Regions from separate parts of the Sus scrofa genome. Here all the other regions are linked to region 3. Evidence: chromatin contacts called from public HiChIP or PLAC-seq data. All regions are on one chromosome and are shown on one strand. The core of a region is the stretch at or near the end of the contact, and the rest is flanking DNA. Distances in the headings are between cores, read along the strand shown. Region 1 overlaps THADA (thyroid adenoma-associated protein). Region 2 overlaps THADA (thyroid adenoma-associated protein). Region 3 overlaps THADA (thyroid adenoma-associated protein).

What was found. HiChIP or PLAC-seq counts read pairs in DNA pulled down with a chosen protein or histone mark.
Region 1: a contact with region 3 is called in an H3K27ac HiChIP or PLAC-seq map of skeletal muscle. The contact joins two enhancer-like sites. A contact is called at or near these places in 1 of 5 promoter capture datasets (liver), 4 of 47 Hi-C or Micro-C datasets (embryonic fibroblasts and skeletal muscle) and 1 of 2 datasets of contacts at active chromatin or transcription factors (skeletal muscle).
Region 2: an H3K27ac HiChIP or PLAC-seq map of skeletal muscle shows a contact between it and region 3. The contact joins two enhancer-like sites. A contact is called at or near these places in 5 of 47 Hi-C or Micro-C datasets (brain, embryonic fibroblasts, fetal heart ventricle and 2 more) and 1 of 2 datasets of contacts at active chromatin or transcription factors (skeletal muscle).

What each region holds. Positions count from the first base shown.
Region 1 is chr3:96,971,341-96,975,970 of Sscrofa11.1, reverse strand. THADA (thyroid adenoma-associated protein) reads right to left here. Exons shown (of 40, transcript XM_021088406.1): 28 at 3,899-3,990. Among named protein-coding and RNA genes, the nearest start is that of THADA, 100 kb to the right of the region's middle. Within about 2 kb of position 2,925, at least 9 of the 83 cell types and tissues checked have an H3K27ac peak or open chromatin away from gene starts, as enhancers often do. A contact at or near this core is called in skeletal muscle, where this site is marked.
Region 2 is chr3:97,171,354-97,175,669 of Sscrofa11.1, reverse strand. All of the region lies in intron 38 of THADA (thyroid adenoma-associated protein), which reads right to left. Among named protein-coding and RNA genes, the nearest start is that of ZFP36L2, 27 kb to the left of the region's middle. Within about 2 kb of position 1,404, at least 9 of the 83 cell types and tissues checked have an H3K27ac peak or open chromatin away from gene starts, as enhancers often do. A contact at or near this core is called in skeletal muscle, where this site is marked.
Region 3 is chr3:97,068,675-97,072,781 of Sscrofa11.1, reverse strand. All of the region lies in intron 31 of THADA (thyroid adenoma-associated protein), which reads right to left. Among named protein-coding and RNA genes, the nearest start is that of ZFP36L2, 130 kb to the left of the region's middle. Within about 2 kb of position 1,736, at least 12 of the 83 cell types and tissues checked have an H3K27ac peak or open chromatin away from gene starts, as enhancers often do. A contact at or near this core is called in skeletal muscle, where this site is marked.

The DNA of each region.
Region 1 (4,630 bases), core at 1,676-4,175, 98 kb after region 3:
CTCCTTGAGCAAGGTCCAAGTTTTATATTTTTCATGTACTCCTCTACTGTGTCAATAATGAGTTCAAGGCAAATGCTTACAAATTCTTACCGGTTGACTGACTGATTTAAAATGAAGAGCAAGCAAGAGCAAAAGAACACTCTGTACATTGAGCACCTGCACAAAGCTTTAACAAAGTCTACAATAAAGCTTTTCAGACTATCTATATACTGTTACCTGTCGCTTACCTGGGACTAGAACAAAATCTGTCTATAAGCAGGGGCTGGACTAGACTGGGGCTGATGGGAAAGATCTAGAGTGAAAGATCACATTGGTTTAGCTCCCATCTGAAAGGAAAGAGGAACTAGCAAGGTGCGCAAGGTGCGCCCACTCCCACTGCAGAGGAAGGCTATCTAGGGAAGCCCAGCACACTCCTCAGATCACAGAGCTATGCAGCTTCTGACCCTACAAAGGATCCATTATTCATTCTGTCATACCAAGCCAGTCAGGGGAAAAAAAAAAAAAAAAAAAGGAGAGGAGCTTTAGGAAAAGACAATGTAATAACATTATTGAAAACAAACAAGTGAAATGTATGTTTTCTCATTCTTCATAATCCCAAAGACACATCTGGAACAAGACTAATGCACTCTAGAGTTCAATCACTATGAGTGTACCGTACGCACTTTTAAGTAGGGGTGCAGAACCCCTGCTCCTTTCTTTATATGTGAAAAGGGAACTTCTTGTCTCTACTACCAAGCAGGCACTGTTCTAGGCACTGGGAAAATAGCAGTTTACCAAACTCACAATTCTAGTAACAATTACAGAAAGCCTTCGCTTAGTATTTTATAGAAATATAAGACCTCAAGGATAGTCCAAGTCTCTTAGAGGAGAAAGCCAAAGCCAGAGAGGTTAACTTGTCTCAGCTGGTTATTGTGGCTATATGGCAACAAAACAGAAACCAGAGTTCTTATCTCTCCTCCTCTAGTAACAAAATTTGCTTCTTCATTAAGCAAGTATTCTGTTTGCCCATTACATGCCAGACACTATGCTAGGCACCAGGTGTAAAAAAGAAAGGATAAGATACTGACCCAGTACTCCAAAAGCACAGTGTAACTGTAAGACAATGGGATGGGTAAAATACTAGAAGTGGTAACAGAAAAAGCAAACTATGTATCTCTAATGGCACAGGACTTCCAATATTTTTCAGGAAAATGAACTGTTAAAACTTTGTTTTATCCTCCCTATAGCCCTCTTAGTACAGAACAGATCTTATTATTCCTGTTCTATAGATGGAGAAATTGAAGAGCAGAGCGGATAAGGGAGTCTATTAAGGTCATCTCCAGGGGCAGCAAAATGCTTAGAAACCAAGTCTGTTTACTCCAAGATAGACCTTTTTCTCCCCCACTAGATGGGAAAGGCAGATGTTCTTTTTATGTCTAGTTCCCTTCTGATCAAGAGCACATATTTGCAAGACTGTGTGCAGAACCATCTGTGGCTGTGAACGTAGACTCCACTGACCTAGGCGGTGTCATCAGCTGAGTTTAGTTATTCAGTGGTTGAGGAACCAGTCAACAAGGCATCATTATCACTAGCATTCTTACAGTGCCCACCATATATACACAGACTAGAAGGAAAAGGCTCCACCCTCAGGGAGTTAATATTGTAGGGGACAGGTATATAAACATTTTGACCAAAAGTGGCATAATTAAATAAACTACAGCTAAAAGAACCATAACAAATAATGGCAAGTGTAAGACACTCAAAGTTTCGCAAAGCAAATCCAGTGGATGCTGCCAAGAAATATACCCTTTAAGGATTAAACAGAGAATAAAAGCATTGTCTATGTAATGAGATATACCAACCTTCAGATTACTGAAATAAAAACTCTTACCAAAGATGCTCATCACATTAAAAAATTAACTTCTTAATGCCTTCATTTCACTTTTTAGCTTTTACTCAAAACAATTACGTGACTATTCCATTTCCCTCTTTCTAGGAAAGCTATATATTTTGTAACCTTCCTTATTTGAGAGGAATGAAGTTATAATGGGGTTGCCATAAGCATGCTGTGGCAAAGAGACTAGGACTATGTGCTTTTATGTGCTACTCTTCCACCCTGTTTCAGATGTAACCTATGCAAAATGAATCTGATCATTTTCTCCTGTACATAGTAAAACTTGTATACACATCCAAGAATCATTCTCTTCATAAAAAGTAAAAGAGAAAAAAAGCATTTCTTCATTTTTTGAATTCAGCTTTAAACATCAATTTCACTTGCTTGATAAACCTCATACCGTATTTTATTTACACTACTTATCATGGCCTTACATTATAATATGACCAAACTGTTTTAAACCTTAGCACAACTGAATTATTAACAAAATAAACAAACCTAAAAAGAAACACATATCAGCGATTTCAACCTAGTGACAGGAAGAATTTATTTAGGAATCAGCTAAATAGTAAAAATCATCTTTTTACTAATCATCCTTTCAAAGGAATAATGTGATCGTTATGAAAAATACAACTCAGCTGAAAAAAAAAAAAACTTCTCTAGCCTTTCCTTAATATACTCAAGGGATTCACACATTTATAGCCAACTGCTTTCCATTTAAATATTTATTGAATTTTATAGGGTGATATGTAGCAATTTAAATGACAATTCAGAACTACCAGAAGGTTTCACCAGAATTACTTATAGTGTATTACAAAATTATTTCATGATATTTTCTAATTCCTAAGACCTAGTTCCATCATAAGAATATATATATATATATATATATATGCTTTTTAGGGCTGCAAATGTGGCGCATGGAAGATCCCAGGGTAGGGGTTGAATCAGAGCTGCGACTGCTGGCTTACACCACAGCCACAGCCATGCCAGATCCAAGCTGCGTCTGTGACCTCCACCACAGCTCATGGCAATGCCAGATCCTTAACCCACTAAGTGAGGCCAAGGATCAAACCAGCATCTTCATGGTTATCGGTTGGATTCATTACTGCTGAACCACAACAGGAACTGCCAAGAATACATATTTTAATAAACAACAGATTAAAACTGAAATTAAAAGTGCGATCATCCACTTTTTTAGGTAGGAGAGGAATGGAGCTTGATTTATCTCTAGTTCATCCAGAGGAAGACCACTGGGCCAAATCAGATCCTGAAGTTAAAAGTAATTAAGCATGCAGCGACAGTGACATCTAGTGTTAACTCATGCAAGCCACTAGACTACCATTAAAACCAGCCTAAGTACTAAAGAAACTATTCAAAGCTTCTCTTTAAAAACCACCAAACAGAACTTATGCATTGTATCTAAAAATTCCTCATAATCAAAGTGTTTCAGTAAGTTTTTTTCCAGACATTTAAAAAAAAAAACCTTAACAGAAAAACCTCTTAGGGAACAAACACAACAAAGACCTAAAAGTAAACAAGCACTGTTTATCCCGTGTGGCCAACATTTGCAACTGCTCACCTTGGTGAGAGCTTAATGCAATGTAATCTGGGGCGTGTTCTGATGAGCACATCATAAACATTTAAACTTCCAGTTACTATAAAAGCAACAATATGGCACGAGCCAGTACTTGATGACATATCAAGAAAAAGCAATTTAAGACATCTCGGGAATACTCGAAGAAGATGCAAATCAACAAAACTTTAGCTGTTGCACTGGGAAACGAGCTCTACATTTCAAGTCCTTGCTACCTTGCTATATTTTTGTTGCTCTGAAAGGTCCACTTATTTAAACAGTAGATATTTTTACCCAAGGGTTTAGAACTTGGCAGCATAGATTAATTTACTATAGTGTTTTTATAGTTATATACTCTAGAGGAATCTATAAAAGTAAGTGAAATTCCAAAAATTATTTTTGGCCACGACAATATTTTGTAAAAAGGGAAGTTAGCATTAGATGAAGCTTACCTATTTTTTTTGGAAAGTTCATCCTTTCCCTTTTTAACTCCAAATATCCTTGTGATCAAGGTACTGAAGAGAAGCGTGGATGAATTTCTCACCTAATGTAAAAATGTATATACAATAAAGGTTAAGACATATTCATGGCATAACACCAACATTTACAATGTTAAAACTAGATATTCAAAATCATTACCCAATTTCCTAGTGGAGGGCTAAAGGAGATATGGTCTCTATTCATAAAATAAGACAATTTTCACTAACTTTGTAGTAATTCCCTCTATGACTTCCTCTCAAACTGAGCTCTATAGTCTAACCACATCCACACAACACAGCTTTTTTCATACTTCTAATATTACCACCAACTGTTTTATTTCTTTGTGCTTATATCATCGAATAACACTTTAAAAAAAAGTTAATTTTTCCACAACATTTCTGATGATGAATAATACCCCAGTAAAAAGCTCAGCTCTCTCCATCTATTTTCTGTAGTCATCTGCCTATGAGAAAATATAAGACCTAACTCAAAGAACCCACATTATTAACATGGCCAGAAAAATATTTAATATCGTATCTAAAATGCTACTACCCGCACAATGCCAGTAACCTAATAATGTAATTTTAAACCCTAAGATTATCTGAGATAACTGGTTCATAAAAATAAGAAGAAAGAACCATCATTAATAAGCATGAATCACATCTATTTCCAAATCAATGTGTCAGGATGCTTTCCTGTATCAT
Region 2 (4,316 bases), core at 155-2,654, 100 kb before region 3:
GCACCCCCCCACCCTCAGGATCTGGCTTCCAGCTGGGGGAGGCTTTGCCGTCTTATTCCCATGAAAGCTGAGCGATCCGGCCCAGGAGTCTTTGGGTAGCTCCAGCCATCTGGCCTGTGCTGACCTCAAACTCAGGTAGCTGCCTCCCCCGCAAAGTGAAGACGATACCTCAACTCGGTCACGAACTGTGAGGCCAAGCTTTTGGCAGAGGCCACACTCCCTTCTACGGAAACATAGGCTGGGATGTCAAGGAGGACAGAGCTACTCCTTCAGCCTCCTTCGGGTTCTCCCTGCCAGAAAAGAGAGATGGGGCAGAACACCCAGCTGTTCATGGATCTCCTGTAGAAGGAGTTAAAAGAGGCCTGTAAGACCAAGCGGGAAGGTTCTCTAAGCCGGGGGCATGAAAAGGACTCTATGACAAAGAGCAAGTTTCTTTCTTTCTTTTTTTTTTTGCTTTTTTCCAGGGCTGCTCCTGCAGCATATGGAGGTTCCCAGGCTAGGGGTCTAATTGGAGCCGTAGCCACCAGTCTACGCCACAGCCACAGCAACGCCAGATCCGAGCCGCGTCTGCAACCTACACCACAGCTCATGGCCACGCCAGATCCTTAACCCACTGAGCAAGGCCAGGGATCGAATCCGAAACCTCATGGTTCCTCATGGTTCCTAACCACTGTGCCATGACAGGAACTCCTGTTTTCGTTGATATTTTAATGCAGCTGCGAGGCAGGTGAGACGGGTGATCATCCCCACTGTACAGATGACAACACTGAGGCCAAGAGAAGAGGGCCAACTAGTTCAGGAGGGAGGTGGCTCTGCGATGCCCAGATCCCTGCTCGCTCTCAAGTCAGCACTGCCCGTCAAAGGGCTCCTTCCCTGATGGGGAAGCAGCTCCTCCGTGGGTGGGCAGACAACGGGGATGGAGAAAGAAAGGCAGGGGGAGAATGAGTGAGAAGAAATCAGAGTCTCAGGGCAGCAGGTAGAAACCAGGGGTTCTAATGCAGAGGGGGTACAGAGAATGTCCAGAGCCCACTTGTACCGGGGAGGGAGCCAGAATGGTTTCCTTCAAGTGTCAGCTCCCACTGGGAGAGGCAGAGAATGGAAGCAGAAGGCCAGGGGGGAACCCTAGCAATTAGCCCCAGCCATGCCCTTCACTGTCTGTTGGAGGCTGGGGAAGAGTCAGGTGATCATCCCAAAGAGGAGAGAGGGGTACCCCACCCTGGGCCGCTGGGCCCGACCCCAAAAGGCTCGCTGTGGGCAGTATGGGACATTTCTGAGCCTCCTCCCAGGAATGGGTCGACCTCGCAGGATCCCCTTTTTGTCCCCCCATTTCGATCTATTCTATCTCCTCCTTCTTGTTTGCATCGGTCTCAGGAAGATGCAGATGAGCTCATTCCGGAAACGGGAGACCTTTCTTCCCACCCAAGGTGAAGGTCAATGAGTCACGTAGCTAAAAATAAATGTAAGACTACCTATCAATAAAAGGAAAATGAAACACGCACGAAGTTAAATTCCCCTGCTATTTAAAATACAGCAAGGAACGTAAAACCTTATTTAGTAAGTACAACCGACACTCAAATATGTAAACTTTAATTACATGTTCTGGACCAGTGAGAGCCGAGTAAGGGAACAGGAGGAGGAGAGGTGAGGGCAGGGGAAAGCCACAGACTCAAGGAGAGGAAGATCGGGGGGGAGGAAGTGAGGCCCAAGCTCAGAAGCACGTGCGACAAGGGAGGAGGCACAGAAAGGGGAGCGTTCAGAAGGTTCTGGGGTGAGGTGACTTGCAGGGCTCTGGGCAATGCGTATCAGTCAGTAACTATTACTTATGACTCCTGGATCTTTTTTGTTGTTGTTGTCTTTTTAGGGCCACACCTGCGGCATATGGAGGTTCCCAGGCTAGGGGTCGAATGGGAGCTGTAGCCTCGGGCCGATGCCACAGCTACAGCAACGCAGGATCCAAGCCACATCTGTGACCTACACCAACGCCGAATCCTTAACCCACTGAGCGAGGCCAGGGATCGAACCTGCGTCCTCATGGATCCCAGTCAGATTCGTATCCGCCGAGCCACAATGGGAACTCCTCCTTACTGATCTTTATCCTTAAACTTTCAGATGCCCCCCTTGGAATGGGGACTCACAGAAGCCCATGAGAGAAAAATTGTTGAATTAAACCGAGGATGCCCAATTAAATTAGAATTTTAGGTAAACAATGAATGCCGTTGTAGGATACACACGTCCCAAACAGTGCATGGGGCATACTTCCACAAAGACGTTATTCGTGGTTTATCTGAAATTCAAATTTAACTGGGTGTCCTGTATTTTTCTTCGCTAAATCTGGCAGCCTTGCGCTGGAGGCCAAACCATTCTTTGAACCAGAACGCAGTGACCAGGCCAGTATTTACACTGAGGGTGGGGGTGGGGGGTGGAATCAAGTGGATGGTCACTTTTGGACACGGGAGGTGAAGCAGCACAGAGACTTGTGAGGAGGCAGGATGCTAATCAGCAACTGGGGGATATCAAGCTTCACGTTCTCTCCTCCTTGAGGGGTCGGCTTCCTGCGCCTCTCCCTGAGTACGGCGGAGACTGCTGGCCCCTCTCCCAGCCAAGGGTCAGAGAGAGAAAGAGTTGACTACAGAGTTATATTGGGATTGTGGGTAACCTGGCCTGTGTAGGGCTCCTGAAGATTCTGGAAGATTCTGGAGGATCTGACGTGGAGAGCAAGCTTGCAGAACACTAAGGAACAAGTAAAGCCAAGATGGAACATGGTCCATGATCTAGGGTGCTAAAGGAATGCTGACCTCCACTGCTTTTTTATTTTTATTTTATTTTACTTTTGTCTTTTGGTTTTTTTAGGGCCACACCCTCAGCATATGGAGGTTCCCAGGCTAGGGGTCGAATCGGAGCTACAGCTGCTGGCCTACACCACAGCCACAGCAACGGCAGATTCGAGCCATGGCTGCGACCTACACCACAGCTTATGGCAGCGGGTGTGGCCCTAAAAAGCAAACATAGATAAATAAATAAAAAATTAAAAAAGTACCAATTTACAGTTTCACCAGCTATATCATGTCTGTTCCTTCACAGCCTTAGCAATCCTGGGTAAGAGCCATCTTTTTATCCTTTGTCAGTAAGATATCTGGAAAATGCCAGGGTACTTGTCGCTCTAGTTGGCATTTCTTTATTATAAGTCAGCATGAGCATTTTTTTTTTTTCATATGTGTACTGTTCATGGCTATTTTTTTCTTTTCTTTTGTCTTTTTGTCTTTTTAGGGCTGGCACCCAAGGCATATGGAGGTTCCCAGTCTAGGGGACGAATCGGAGCTATAGTTGCTGGCCTATGCCACAGCCACAGCAATGCAGGATCCAAGCCTCGTCTGCAATCTACACCACAGCTCACGGCACTGCTGGATCCTTAACCCACTGAGCAAGGCCAGAGATCGAACACAAAACCTCATGGTTCCTAGTTGGATTCATTTCTGCTGAGCCACAACGGGAACTCCCTCTTTTCTTTTTTTCTTTTTTTTGCTTTTTAGGGCTGCACCCAAAGCATATGAAGTTCCTAGGCTAGGGGTCAAATCAGAGCTAAGGCTGCCAGCCTACACCACAGTCACAGCAACAGGGGATCTGAGCAGCATCTGTGACCTAAACCACAGCTCATGGCAATGCCAGATCCTTAACCCACTGAGCAAGGCCAGGGATCGAACCTGCATCCTCATGGATACTAGTCAGATTCATTTCTGTTGTGCCACAATGGGAACTCCCATGGCTATTTTTTAATTTCACAAAGTGCTTGATTTTTATCTTTTGCCTCTTTTCCTATGATCTTCACTTACTGATTTTTAAAGAATCCATCATATGCTACGGATCAAAATTTAACTGTCTAAAGTACTGCAAAGTATTTCCCCTGAGGAGAGGTTCATCTACTAAAATCTTGATAGTGTTTTCATCTGTTTGGGCCTCAAAGGAGTTTTGAAAAATTCTTTTTTCTTTTTTTTGGCCATGTCCACGGCCTGCAGAAGTTCCAGGGCCAGGGATCGCACCCATGTCACAGCAGTGACAAAACTGGATCCTTAACCTGCTGAGCCGCCAGGGAAATCCCTGAGTTCAAATTTTTTATTCTGCCATTGGCATAACTTATTTAAAATTTAAGGGTGCATAAATATCTAAGTGGTATTTTGTTGTTACAAATTTCTAGTTTGCTTGTAATTTGGTCAGAATGCGGCCTAGAAGGATTCCTACTTTATGGAATTGACATTTTCTTGATGACTCAAAATACAATCAATTTTGTAAATGTTATGTAGCTATTTGGAATGGATGCT
Region 3 (4,107 bases), core at 487-2,986:
ATAGCAACATTATTCACAACAGCCAAAAGCTGGAAGAAAACCAAGTGTCCGCGGACAGATGAACGGATAAACAAATGCGGTGGACACATACAATGGAATACCATTCAGCCATAAGGAGGAAGGACATTCTAACACATGGGTGGAGCTTAGGGAGATTATGCAAAGAAGTAAGCAGTTACAAAAACACAAATATTGTATGATTTCACTTATATGAGATATCAGGAATAGGAATCAAACCAGAAAGTAGAATGGTGGTCTCCAGGGGTTGAGAGGAAAGGGAAAAACAGGGAGTCATGGTTTAATGGGTATAAACATTCAATTTTGCAAGATGAAAAAGTTTTGGACATTGGTCAGCAACATGTGAATATACCTAACACTACTAAAGTGAAATGTGAACACTTGAAAATGGTTAAGACGGCAAATTTTCCATGCATTTTAGCACAGCTAAAAATTAAACAAAAATTTTAAGATTCTCTACATTCAAGTCATCAATAGTCACTGTTGTAATATTGTATTCAGTATCATTTCTAGCACAGGTTTTAAATGATCTGATTACAGATTTTCTCATCTGTGAAAAAGCCTTGTGGGTGAACTATACATTTACTTTAGTGTACCAACTGGTATTGTAAGCCTGCATCAATTAGATGCTCTTAGAACCTCATTTTGATTTCTTTTAATCCTTAAAACATTAGCATTAGATGCTAATTAGAAATAGCCAAGTCCATCACTAGAGGCAAGCCATAAGATGATACCAACTGTAAGGAAAGGAACAATTCTCAAGTGACATTGGGACACTGGTACTGATGAGCAGACAATAAAGACCTGTTGTTATTTTTTGTTTGTTTCTTTGTTCACTGGTTTTCCAGTCTCTCTACTACTGCAGAAGAGGAGATAAACAACCACCATAGGCTAAATCCTTAGACAAAGTTCAATTTTTAAAAACGTTTTCCATTGCAGACTGTTTTTTAAAAGTATGACACTTACCAGAGAGGATGTGCTTGAGACTATTATGATCACTATGTCATCAAAAAGTCAGCTTAAGTAGGTGTAAGTTTGCTTAATATCATACACTTGTATGGAACACACAACGGTTCCATACAAGAATTGCTGATGTGTTGATCACATCACTCTACTTCCCATAGATATCTACTTTCTCTTTGCTCATAGCTAAAACACTCAACATTTTCATACCTTTCATCATTTCCCATTCCACACCAATTGTTTAGCCTGTCTGAGAACTTTTTTTCATTTACCTATGCTGAAATCTGTTCAAAATTTCACAAACTCACCACCGCAACATCAAGATAGTCTTTTCCTGCTCTTCTCCATCCTCCCAGCACTCAGCCAACCCAACACTATATGTCAAGAAACCTATTAGCTCCCAGTTCTCTTACTTCCTTTTCAAGTTCAATATCTACATCAAAAACCCTGCTCCCAATTACTCTACGTCTCCATCTGTAGACCTGAAATAATATAACCAACCTCCCCTTTATTGCTCTGGATAAGGACCAAGGGTTTATGTGCACTGCTGACCTCCTTGATCCTTATAAGATGTGTCATGCACAATTATTATTGTTATCTCTGCCCTGGTTTCCCACAACTCTTACTTCATGCCCCTTGATCTTGACCACAAAACATTGTGTTACTAAACAGCTCACTCAGTCTTCTGCTTCCTCCACTACTGCCTTTGGGCAGTCTTGCCAGCTGCCCTTTAAACTTGGAAGAGTCTCCCCTTGCATCTGCCAAGCTGCTATTTCAAATGCTTCCTTCTTACTCATGTCTGCCTGACTGTTCTCCACATGAATGACCAGGAGCACCCTTCCTAGAATGGAACAGGCTTGGGGGAAAAACGACTGATGAAATGAAATCCAGAACACTTTTTGCCCATTAAATACTTGAGCTTAGAAACGTCATGATTTTCTTATTGTTTTTCATGGTCCTTTAACCTCAATGGCAAATTACCTAGTGATATATAACATCCATCACTTTGGGAGATAGGTCTCCTCTGTTATCTCCTGAACATGCCAGAAGAATCATGTGTCTCTTATACAAACTCAATTTTATACATTGAATCCCTCTCTTCTTCTCTTAACCCAATGTTTTCCAACTTGTCTGACTGCAAGACTCACCTACGCTGCACATGAAAGATGCAGATTCTGGGGTCCTACCCCAGATCCACACAATCAAAATCTTTAAGACAGAAACGTGGGACCCTGTATTTTAAACTCTTGTGTCGGGTATTTTTAGGAAACATTTGACAGCCTCTTAAATCTTCCTGTTTTTGTCAGTGTCCTAATAACCAGAGACCTGATGACATGTATTCAAATGGCCTGATTTATTTAGGGTTTAGTCACAAAGATTCTACCTATTCCATCCATGCTGATAATATGACTTAAAATTAATATTATGTGATTCTGCACTCTAATTTTTCTCTTGCAGTCACATTGCAAGATTCTGGTGATGAATTTATACTGCTCTATACTCACCTAGTGCTTAATGAGCAACGATTGAGCATTTAATGGAAACCCATTTTAAACCTTACTGAACAATCGGTAAAGGCACCACCCAACACAAAAAAAACCCTTTAAGACGCCACATCTTAAAGCCTACTTGCGTAGCACTGAATCTTCCCCTCACTAACCATCAGGTGGATGAGAATGAGAATGAAAATTTAAGGATGGTCTCTTGCCCTGAAAGAAGAAGGCAACTGTTCAGTGATCTGGCCAGATTTCTCAAAACTATTGTTAGGTTTTGTCTGATTGCCTAGATTCCCCATAATAGAGTCCACTTCCTTTCATCCCTCAAGGATTACTGCTCCAACCCTGTGTTCTTTCCATCGTCATGCCGGGGAGAGCGCAGATTAATGATTTGCATCTGATAGTGCGTGATAAAAATTCAAGTAACAGGCCTGCTTTCAGGCAAAGGACACGCAGAACACTTTTCAGAAACGGAGACACGTTTCATGTCGAACATTGCAAATGTTCAAGGATGCTTATTTTAAAACATACTTTCAAAGCAGGAAGACGCTTCTAGATGAAAATATAAAAGCAGGTTTCAAAGAAATAAATAAATGAATTAAATCAAAGAGAAAAGACCATAGGACCCTTTCTAAAAAGTGATTACTGCTTATACAACATCCAGAAAAATATAGCTGAGCCACAAATAGGAAGCCAATTTATTTAATAGAAGTTACTAGTGAAAACAAAAGTTTCAGTGGGGGTATACCACAGCTATGCTCCATATTACATTTTTCAAAAAGATGACTCTCCTCTCTGTTAAATAAAAAGCTTCAAATGTAAACAATGAATATCCGTAAGATGAGACATCTCTGAAACTGAGCAGATTTCTAAATCAATTCATAGACCAGGCTATTTATAAACTCTACTTCCCATCAACCTTAGCACGATGTCAACTCACAATAACAAGTTAATGTTTCCCAGTAATCTTCACTGTGCCATTATTGCCAGCAGTTGGGCCAAGGTAAACTCAACAGTAACAAAAGAGCTCACATCACAATCAAAGAATAAGATTGATGAACATTACATTTCTGCTTTGAAGTGAATGCTGAAAATCATGCCATAAACATACGCTTTTTCATCCATTAGACTTCAATTGTACCAAGTGGTGTATACAGTGATTTGAAGGTGAGTTTAAAAATAGTCTCCCTGTTTTTAATTAACCACAAGCTTCACTCCTTGGAGAATCTTTTTAGATAGAGAACATTCTCTCCACAGCATTATAAAGTACTTAACTCCCCCAATTATCAAACATAATTCCTAAAGCTTGACCATCAATCCTAAGTAAAGTTTTTTAACACCTGAAATACAGGGAGTTTTCTTGTGGCACAGTGGGTGAAGGATCTGGCATTGTCACTATAGCGGCTTGGGTCGCTGCTGTGGTGTGGGTTCCATCCCTGGCCCAGGAACTTCTACAAGCTGTGGGGTGTGGCCAAAAGAAAAAAAAAAATTGAAATACAACTTAAAGTGCCAAATCTGAAGGGTAAAGCTTGATGAGTTTTTATATATGCCTAATGATAATTGTTTTTATAACTTACAGTAATATAACTCAACATGATTCCATGACATAAGATTATTTGTAAAAGATCAT